Linked DNA regions of Zea mays: region 1 is linked to region 2. A link is a contact called in public Hi-C data. All regions are on one chromosome and are shown on one strand. Each heading gives the region's core, a stretch centred on a gene start, on an enhancer-like site or on the middle of the called end of the contact. The rest is flanking DNA. Distances are from core to core; before and after follow the strand shown.

Evidence for each region. Hi-C and Micro-C count contacts between places; a contact is called where the count stands out from the background.
Region 1: a Hi-C map of leaf shows a contact between it and region 2, with 4 times the contacts expected there. The contact joins the promoter of LOC100281909 here to the promoter of LOC100304161 in region 2. A contact is called at or near these places in 2 of 25 Hi-C or Micro-C datasets (ear and leaf).

The regions. Positions count from the first base shown.
Region 1 is chr5:196,955,276-196,960,511 of Zm-B73-REFERENCE-NAM-5.0, forward strand. It overlaps LOC100281909 (cortical cell-delineating protein), which reads left to right and starts at 2,445. Exons shown (of 1, transcript NM_001154828.2): 1 at 2,445-3,242. The coding sequence starts at 2,540. The coding sequence ends at 2,926.
Region 2 is chr5:196,773,745-196,778,212 of Zm-B73-REFERENCE-NAM-5.0, forward strand. It overlaps LOC100304161 (transcription factor TFIIIB component B'' homolog), which reads left to right and starts at 2,537. Exons shown (of 11, transcript NM_001350089.1): 1 at 2,537-4,468. It overlaps LOC100191760 (vesicle-associated protein 1-3), which reads left to right and starts at 1,072. Exons shown (of 6, transcript NM_001385239.2): 1 at 1,072-1,424; 2 at 1,524-1,594; 3 at 1,704-1,785; 4 at 1,869-1,984. The coding sequence starts at 1,376.

The DNA of each region.
Region 1 (5,236 bases), core at 1,195-3,694, 180 kb after region 2:
GGCAAAAATATCCCCATTGTGCCAGAATGACAGACTATAACGATGTATCTGATCGATGAAAAATCCCTGATGGATTACAATTTTTGATGGACTTTTGTTACACCATCATAGATGTTGCAATGGATGAACGCCTGGAGCGATGTGTCATATTTAGAATATGTACTATTGCAACTATATTATCCCCTAAGTCCTATATAAGGACATGTTACTTGCTTTGCACTACTATGTATAAATTGTGGTGTAAGATAGAAAATGATAGCATCCCAACCTCGTCCATTCTCGTTATTCCAGATGAACAATGAGATATATATCTTGAAGAATATGGTTAAGTTATGAGGGATAACGACTTTAACATATGTCATCGTCAGGGGGAGCGAATGCTTATATTGATCACAATCGTGTGACAATAAATGTCATATTCTATGCCCTGAAGGCGTCAGCTTGATGATCAATATGTGAACCTTTATGGAAGTTTCTATCAAATATGTAGATCTAGTCGATCGAACACCACTAGTCGAAGTGGCTTATTTATGTTGATACGTGCACTTACCTCGTGTATCCTAGAAGTGAGTTGAGGTGAAGTTCCTGAAATAATCTTTGCAAGGATATGCAATCTGTTTGCTAAATCTATATGTGCATATACTTCCAGAAGAAAATATTTTGCCATATTGATACAGTTTTGCAAGGATCAGGGGGAGCACATTTCTAAAGTTAGCCTTTGTAGAAGATTCAGTAGAATCTAGATCCCAGAGGATCGAAATTTGTCCCGATGACAGCTGTTGTACTCTTTTTCCCTTGGTGAGTTTTCTTGAAGTTTCTCACATGAGGTTTTTAACGAGGCAACAAAGTGCAAATGCAATTTGTATCACCATGCACTCTTTCTCCATATTTTCCCACTGGGTTTTTTGGAGTTTTAACGAGGCATGTGTTGGTCGCGGTATTCGCCCAAGGGGGAGTGTTGAGAAACCCTAATGAAGGGTTATGTGGGCAAATACCGAATATAGCCCTGAGGGCTATCACGTCTCTATCTATAGAACCTGTACCCCTCATATGGAATAGAGATCAGAAAGAGGCCAGAGGCCCAACCCTATATCCAGTGTCTCGTGTGTTTCCTCTGTCGTGCTTATGGGAAGGGAGACGGGTCTTCTACAGCTTCTCGCGCCTAATTTGCTGACGGAAGGGAAGGGAGCGGATCTGGCGATCCGTGGTAACGTAGTTCTCAACAATGACAACAACTAAGATGTTCTCTTAAGCACGCCGGTCCCTTCATGTATATATAGACTCTTGCTAATAAACCGTTACACTAACCATTAACCTTCTCATGAATTATATTTATCTCTTGACCATATATTCAATAGAGCCGACAACCGAAATCCGGCACAGACATGCCATGGTTTTCACGCCTGATGTGCATCCAGCACCGATATCTGTGAGTATCGATGTCGTTGCTCTCGTAATAGTACTACCTATTTCGAAAATAAATCGACGCGATAAGAGTCAAAAAGCTATTGTTGATGAGGACAGCTTGCATGGTTGGTAGTCGTCGCTTGCATTTGTTTCTCTCCTCAGCCACATGACCACACACCCCGTGTCAAATGAAAAAAAATTGGTGCAGTCGGCTGCAAATCAGAATATTTGCAGCCCCTCATAAAAAAGGAGGATTGACCCTACCTGCAGGTCCAATAGATAACGTTTTAGTTATGTTATTGCTGCTGTAGATAGGCTCAATTTTTTTTATGTGAGAGGCTGTAAGTATCCTGGTTTGCAGCCGGCTGCACCAAATTTTTTTCGGTATCATGACTCAAGAGCAGTGAATCACTCGGGGCCGGCACAGCGGGGCAGGCAGACTGGCATGGGGGGATTGGGGAGATGTGGCCCATTGCCACTTTGGCGGCACAGCCGGGGCGGCCCACGAGCTGCGGAAGCCGCCATGCCCTATTGGAGCCTTGTGACTGCCACATCCACACCACATGCATGGGTGCCCCTTCGCTTGCAAGTATTGCATGTTGGATTGGTTACCAAGAGGTCCAAGACTGTCAGGCTGCTACTGTTGTTGTACAATTTATCAGTTTGTAGCGTTGAAGTATATACAAGTAAATTGTTCATCTCTTTTCATTACCATATTAACATTTTATAAGTTAAAGTAGCAATTGCATAAAATTTAATATGATACTCAAATTCAAGATAAAAAGCAGGCAGCAACAATTCAGTAAAGAACGTAATTCTTGATTCTTGAAAACAAGATTACATTTACGAAAATAAACACAGGACACACGTCGCTGTAGTGTTGTACTTTACTTTAGGGTATATATATATTGTTCTATATAAGTTCAGGAAGTGGTGTAGGAGGAGTTACAGTGAAGTACAGTAAATAGGATTTTTCCTGACCTTTGGTTCAATTCTTCCCTATAAATGCCCTTCTCCCCCTGAGCTTATTCCACTCCAGTTGCACCAGCGCTCCTCCTATCCCTAGCCCACCAGTCCAGTCCGCAAGCATCCCTCTGCTCTGCGCAGTGCTGTTGGGTTTTTTTCAGCCTCCATGGCATCGTCCAAGGCCTTCTTCCTCGTGGCCCTCAACCTGGTCCTCTTCACGGTGGCCAACGCCTGCGGCGGCGGCTGCCCGACGCCAACGCCGCCAACCCCGACGCCGCCGTCGCCTTCAACCGGTGGCAAGTGCCCCAAGCACGCGCTTAAGTTCGCTGCGTGCGCCAACGTGCTGGGCCTCGTCAGCGCCGAGGTCGGCCACCCGCCCGCCGAGCCGTGCTGCAGCATCCTCGGCGGCCTCGCCGACTTGGAGGCCGCCGTCTGCCTCTGCACCGCCATCAAGGCCAACGTGCTCGGCATCACCGTCGACATCCCTGTCAAGCTCAGCCTCATTATCAACTACTGTGGCAAGAACCTCCCAAGTGGCTTCATATGCGCCTGATAGATACTCTGATAGATAGCTGCGCGTGTGACGTACTTCGCATGCATGCAGCCCATGCATTGGCTGTCTCCTTCTACCTTTTTCTTTTGTCTTTGCTTTGTCATGTTAGCTTGGTTCTGAATGTAGAAGTACTCTAGACAATGAAGCTAGTGTGAGTCAAATCATTTTCTTTTTTGAGTGAAGCGTGTTGCGTTGCGTGCCTATATTATCTTCTTCAAGGTCTAGGTAGGCGTAGGCTAGCGCTAGGTACTGCATGCAGTGCTATTTGTCTATGTTTCCTATCCACCGTTGTACACTTGTACTCCTTTGATTCCAAGGAAACTGTGTGACCCTGCTTTTATTTACTTTAATTAATACTTTGGGCTTAAAGAATTCAACAAGAATCATGCGGGAATTTCGGATGAATCATTTTAGTTTCGTAGAACAAGTGCAAGAATCGGATTTTTCTTCTGCATTATTCCATACAGGCTGTTAATATGTCCTCTATAATCAAGGATTGATAAAATCTCTGTTCTACAAATGGTTGTGTACTATGAACAAATATTATTGGGAGTTTCGCCATCTGATATTCGTGTTGTGATAATGTCATTTGACTAAAAAACATTTTCTGTTATCCATCATCGCAGGCAGTAACCTTTTGCAATTTGACGGAGGCTACATTTTCAGCAATATATTCTTATTAGATGCGTCATTGTCATAAAACATAAAAATATCTCACCCGTCGTGGGTGTCATATTATTCTTAGTCCCTATCAAGATAAAATAGCTTACAATGATAAAGATAATTTTGAGCAGACAACATATATAGTCATAGGAGCTAGCTAGCTTGTTAGACGGTGATTACTTGAAATTAGATATGCTGCAACAATCTAGTACCTCCCATGTTTCTTCTAAATATAAGGTGTTCTAGTTGGTGTTTGGTTGTCGGGAGCTAAATTTTAGTCTCGTCACCTCGAATGTTTAATACTAATTAGAGATATTAAATACAGTTTAATTATAAAACTAGATAAGGATAAAATGGTAAGATGAGTCTTTTAAGTCTAATTAGTTCATGATTCGATCATATGATGCTATAATAAATATTTGTTAATCGTGGATTAATTAGACTTAAAATTTTGCTCCGTCATTCAGACTCTATAGTTGTGTAATTAGTTTTATAATTAGACTATATTTAATAATCGTAATAGACATTCAAACATCCGATAGGACACGGGTTAAACATTAGTCCCAGTAACCAAACACCCCTTTAGGCTTATTGAGCCATCAAACGTCTTCAAGTTTGACCAATTTTATATAGATAAATGGGACATTGCGTCATTGCCCACAAGTATATTTGCGGGTCGAAAGGCTCGATTATTATTGTATGGTGTGGCGCCATGCAGTGTAAGTATCTGTGCATCTGGCGATTGACACTCCATACTGCCAGTAATCTGATGAACGGACAATTTAAGAGCATGTTTAATAGAACTGTTATAGGCTCCGGTTTCTCTAACGCAACTACTATTCATATATTGTTCACGTATTCTTTATAGAATCTCTTTTCTCTATTTCTCTCTCTCATGCCTCCTCTCACAAATCCAATGAAACCAGAAATTTTGGATCTCCTACTCTAGCTACAGTCCATGAGCCATAACACATGTGTCCCTACTAAAAGACCCTATATTGCGAACACATGGTTGATATGTGTCCATGAGGCTTTGGTTTAGTGTTTACTAACCTTAGCGTGAGTGTGGTGTTGTGCAACATGTCTTTTGGCCTATGATGCGTAGGTGTGAAACACAAAGGCGGTGGTCGATGACGAAGGTAAAGTTCAAACAGGTTTGTGTCGATGGATTGAGAGTGATGAAGGATGGACCCCGAGGCTTGGACTGAGTAACCAAAGAAGCCAAAAGACTAACTATGGTGGTTGACACCTATGGACATCAACAAGTGCAAGAGTACATAGAATAGTAGACTATGTTGATCAAGTCATTATGATGGATGACCAAGTCAAACATAGGCGCTAGAGTACTTAGTGATTGGATGGTCAAGGCCTGATGGTGACACACATCGAGATCATATTAGATATGATAATCATGAGGCTTTTGGTGGTTTGGGTATCAAAACCACTAGGGACTCGGTTTCTTGAGTTTGGACCTCAAAACTTGGATGAAGTTCCGGTCAAAACTAGAGGTTACATGTGGCATCATCACGAAGCTTGCATCGATGAGAAGCAAAGTTGTAAAGAGTTCATGACCATCAGATCTACATATCTTGAGTTGGGCCATAATGCCCCAAGGTTTTAGTAGTTCGACTCTAATTACCCAGGGGC
Region 2 (4,468 bases), core at 1,287-3,786:
ATTTTTTTATAGATCATTCTAAAATATTCTATTCTCTATATCTTCACTTTCTCCAACAATATCCTCTATATCTCATCCTCTATATTAAATAATCAATTAAAATCACTATTTCAGCGTCCCCTCCACGTGGGTCCCATTTATTCAGAGCCTACAGCCTCGTACCACTCCGACTTGTTGTCTTGCAGCTTCGAGCGATAAAGGATCCGTCAAATATAGCAGCTAAACAACGTTCGGTATATTTTAGCGTTTGGTTTATCACTTGCTGCTGGAGCGGTACGGGACGCTGCCGTCCGCTAGATATATCGGACAGAAGGCTTTACAGGAGCTTGCTGGAGGTAGCCTTACGGCCCTTACCACATATATATCAAGATTCGTGAAAGCCACGGAATGAGAAGGAGAAACGAGGAAGGTGTTGTTGACCCATGCGAATCTCGAAACAGTTTTAGACAGCCTCGCGCTCCCGAAACCTAGAATCATTGTTTGCGAGACCTGACCTCCAACTCCAATAATGCAGCACCAACCAACAACAGTGCATCTGGTAATATCTTCGATCATGTTAGATCGTGGGACGCAGTTGAGAAGGGGAGCAAGATTCTTGCGTCTGAACCACCATTCTAACGATCGTACCGACAGCGATGGCCAATGGGGCAATCTGCGGAAACTGTAGACTTTCCGGTAAACGACCGATTCTCAAATGAGGTGGACATCGAAGTTCTGTCAAAATTCACTGCGGCGCTCGCGGAGCCCAGGCCCCAGGCTCACAAAGAGAGAGAGAGAGACCTTTTTGCAGTTTACGTCACGGCCGCAAGGTACACGTCCGTCCCTTTCCAAGCCAGCGTGGGTGGGCGGCGCGATCCCCAGCCGATCCGAACGGGCAACGGGCGCTGCGCGCTGGGGTCGCCCGAATCCAACCACTCCAGCCAACCAACGCGCGAAATGGCGAAACGATTGCAGTGGGAGGGAGGGAGACCCTGATTGGCACGGACGGCCACCGCCGTAACCAATCATTCCTCGGCCTCCCAAACCTTCATCCTTTTTATGCCAACCAAAACTCCACCCTCCTCTCGAGCCCGAGCCCATCTGATCCTCCGATTCAGTTCTTCTCCCCCTACCAAAAGGCCGAGCCCCCCTCAGGCCTCAGCTCCGCCTCCGCGCTGCCAACCATACTCGTCAAGCCGTCACACTTTGTCTCTCTCGTGCCCCGATACTCTTTTTCTTTTTTTTTCTTTTCTTTTTTTTTTTTTTTTTGCTTCCGGGAGCAGCAACCGTCGCCGTGGCCCCGCCTTGGATATTCCATCAGTTTTCGGGTTCTTGGATAGGAGAAAGCGGGGCGCTCAATTCCCCCCCTCCTGATCCTTGTTCCTTGATCGCCGCCATGAGCAACACGCTGCTTCGAGTCTACCCTTCCGACCTGAAGATGCCATGTAAGTGCTTATATTATATGGATATCCTAGCTACCGTTCTTCAGCATATCGGACTGATCGGGTCCTCGCTGCCGTCTGTGTGTTTGATGCCGTGAGCAGTCGAGCTCAGGAAGCAGAACTCAGCGTGTCTTGAGCTCGTCAACAAGACCGACCGGTGGGTGGCTTTCAAGGTGGCAAATTTGAACGAATCTCGTTCTAGTGAAAGGTGCAACCTTGCGCATCGGAGTCAGGCTAAAGTGACTGGTTTTTGTCTCCCCGTGTATCTCTCCGAATCTGCAGGTCAAGACGACGAACCCTAGGAAGTACTCGGTGCGCTCTGCCTCCGGTGTCGTGCCGCCCAGGGGATCCTGTGGCATCACAAGTGCGTCGTCTGCTTCGTGTTTCTTTGTCGTATGGTCTGATCAATCGTTCTCATTGCTATATATTCTGATGAGATTGGTGTAGTAACGATGCAAGCGCCCAAGGAGATGCCCCCGGACTACCACTGCAAGGACAAGTTTCTTGTTCAGAGCATTGCTGTGGAGGAGGGGACGACGCAGAAGGACATTGTCCCTGACATGGTAAATTCTGGTAGAACTCGGGTTTCTGGAGTCTAAATGGCACTGTGCATTGCTTACTTTTACAGTAGTATTGTGTAACGTTAACGTTTGTGGCTTGTAGTTCAGTAAAGCACCAGGTAAGTTAGTTGAGGAGTTCAAGCTGAGGGTGGTCTATGTCCCTGCCAATCCTCCCTCACCAGTGCCTGAGGAAACAGAGGAAGAGGATGGATCTCTTGATTCAGATGTGGACCATGAAGTATCCACGTCCAACTCTGTACGTACTAAATAATCTTACTGCATGTGAGCAAATGATGCCATGTTCGTTCCTAGTGTAATATGATTGGTGCCTTCAATTGTTTTTCAGGCAACAGGACAAGGGAATACATGTAGATCACAAACATCAGATGATGAGGTGTCCCTAGTTCCACCTAAATATCATTTGTCTTTGTGTTCCCTCAGATTCATAAATATGGATCTTGTGCTGATCACCTGCTGCATAGCATATTATCTTAAAAGGACGGATTTAACTTCGGTGTTCATGGAAATACTGTGCTCTAAAAATTCGCAGTAGTAGCCTAATTTCTTTCCTGCTCTGACGTCATCCTCCTCTGGGCGACACGGGCGGCTCCCCATCGACCGCACCCACCGCCGCCGGTCTTCACCCCCGCCGTCGCCGGAGCAGCTCGCCGGAAGTTCGACGAGCAGCGAGGAGGGCGGCGGCGGGACTGCTCTCTCACTCATTTCCCTCCCTTCTTCCACCCACTCCACTCCTCCCTCTTCCTGGAGGTGGCCGGCGACCTGATCCGCCGCTGGGAAGGCCGGATCGGCGGGCTGACTGGCCGGATCTAGGGGCTGGTCGCCGTCCGCCGCTCCTCCCTGCTGGCATGGGCAGGTGGCCTTGTGGCCGCAACCATGGTGGCTCGTGCGGCTAGCCCGTGGCGGTAGTGCCCGCGCTCGCGTGGCCATGGCCGTGGCTGGCCGGCGACGTTGGCGCCCACGCACGCGGCCGGCCCGCTGCGGCGGCGGCGTGGCTCGCTTGTGCTTGTAGCGTGGTGCTTGGATCGGGGGCGTTGGTGGATCTGCGGCTGCCAGCGGTGCCTTCTGCAGGTGGTGGGTCATGGTCGTGGGGCTGGGGGCCGGATCTTGAGCCTCTCCGGCTAGATTTATCTCTCCGCCTCTCGTTTCGGCCTGTGGTGTGGGCAGGGCCGGCTGGCTCCGTGCGTTGCGGCGTGTGGTGGGAGGTCCTGCGACGAAAGCCATGCTCGCTTGCAGGCGGACAGCGGTGACGCCCGCGGGCGCCACCCCTACCCTATCGAGGGTGCCGTCTTTGGACCTCTCGCCCCATGCGGGAACCCTCGCCTTGGCCTTCTTAGGTCTCTCGCTGGTGCTCGACCGGCGTTGGGGCTCTGAGGGTTGGGGCTGGTGGGTTGGTGCGTCGGTGGACGGCAGAAGGTGACAACACGCGATGGCTTGGCGGGGTGACATCGGCGTGGCTGACCTTTCAGCTTTCTTCTTGGTGCTGGCGATCTACACTGCTCTGCTAGGTCTTCAGAGGAAACTTTGCTTGGTTTGTACCAGGCGGGCGGCGACGACTTTTCGACGTCGTTTCTCCTTCTTGAAGGTGCGGCCCAGAAGACCTGCAGTTTGTGTGTTCGTTCGTGTTGTGGAGGCTCTTCGTCGCTCCGCTTGGCTCAATGGTGTCCGTGTTGTGGAGGCTCTTCGTCACTCCGCTTGGCTCGATGGTGTCCGGGCCTTTGTCGCTTTAGGCGTCTGCTCGCTCCCGGAGTTCGACGTTGTGGATCTTTGCTCGTGGTGAAGAATCGGAGCTGCCTCGTGTGGGTGTGTTGAGGCTTGGCAACGATGGCGCGCCGCGGTCTTATTCCTTGCGTCGGTGTCTGAATGTAAGCGTCGTCGAGTTGCTTTGGCAGTGTGCGGCTCGTCTTGGGAAGTCGGAGCTGCTCGTCTCTTGTGTTTGAGTTTGGCAACGATGACTCTAGATGTGTTTGTGTGTGGGGACTGTCATTGTCTAAGTTGTTTGTTAGGTCGTTCGCCGGTTTTTCTACTGTGCGTTCTGTGTAGGTTTTAGGCCCGATTTTCCAAAAAACTGGGTCAATTCCATTCTTCTTAATTGAGAGGCAGAGCTCCTACCATCACGTTAAAAAAAATCGCGGTAGTTCTTTCTTCTTTTTTGATGCTATTGATTACACTGAATAGTTTAGTTTTCATGAAATTTTATCATAATACCTGCACCCCTCCTCGCTCAACCAGAAAACACACACAAAAAAGAGGACAGAAAAAACCTATCATTAGAAGAAACATGCTCCTGGATAACTGTAATGTGAACACCTTTCTCTTTACAAGTTATTGTATCAGAATGACATTTGACAATTGACAGATTTGATTCCTTACATTATTTCTACCATGATTGTCGGCACCATTAGCCTAAGACGTTAGAATTTCAAATATTTGTCTATGTCTGCCCTGAATGTTATCCTTGACATGCCA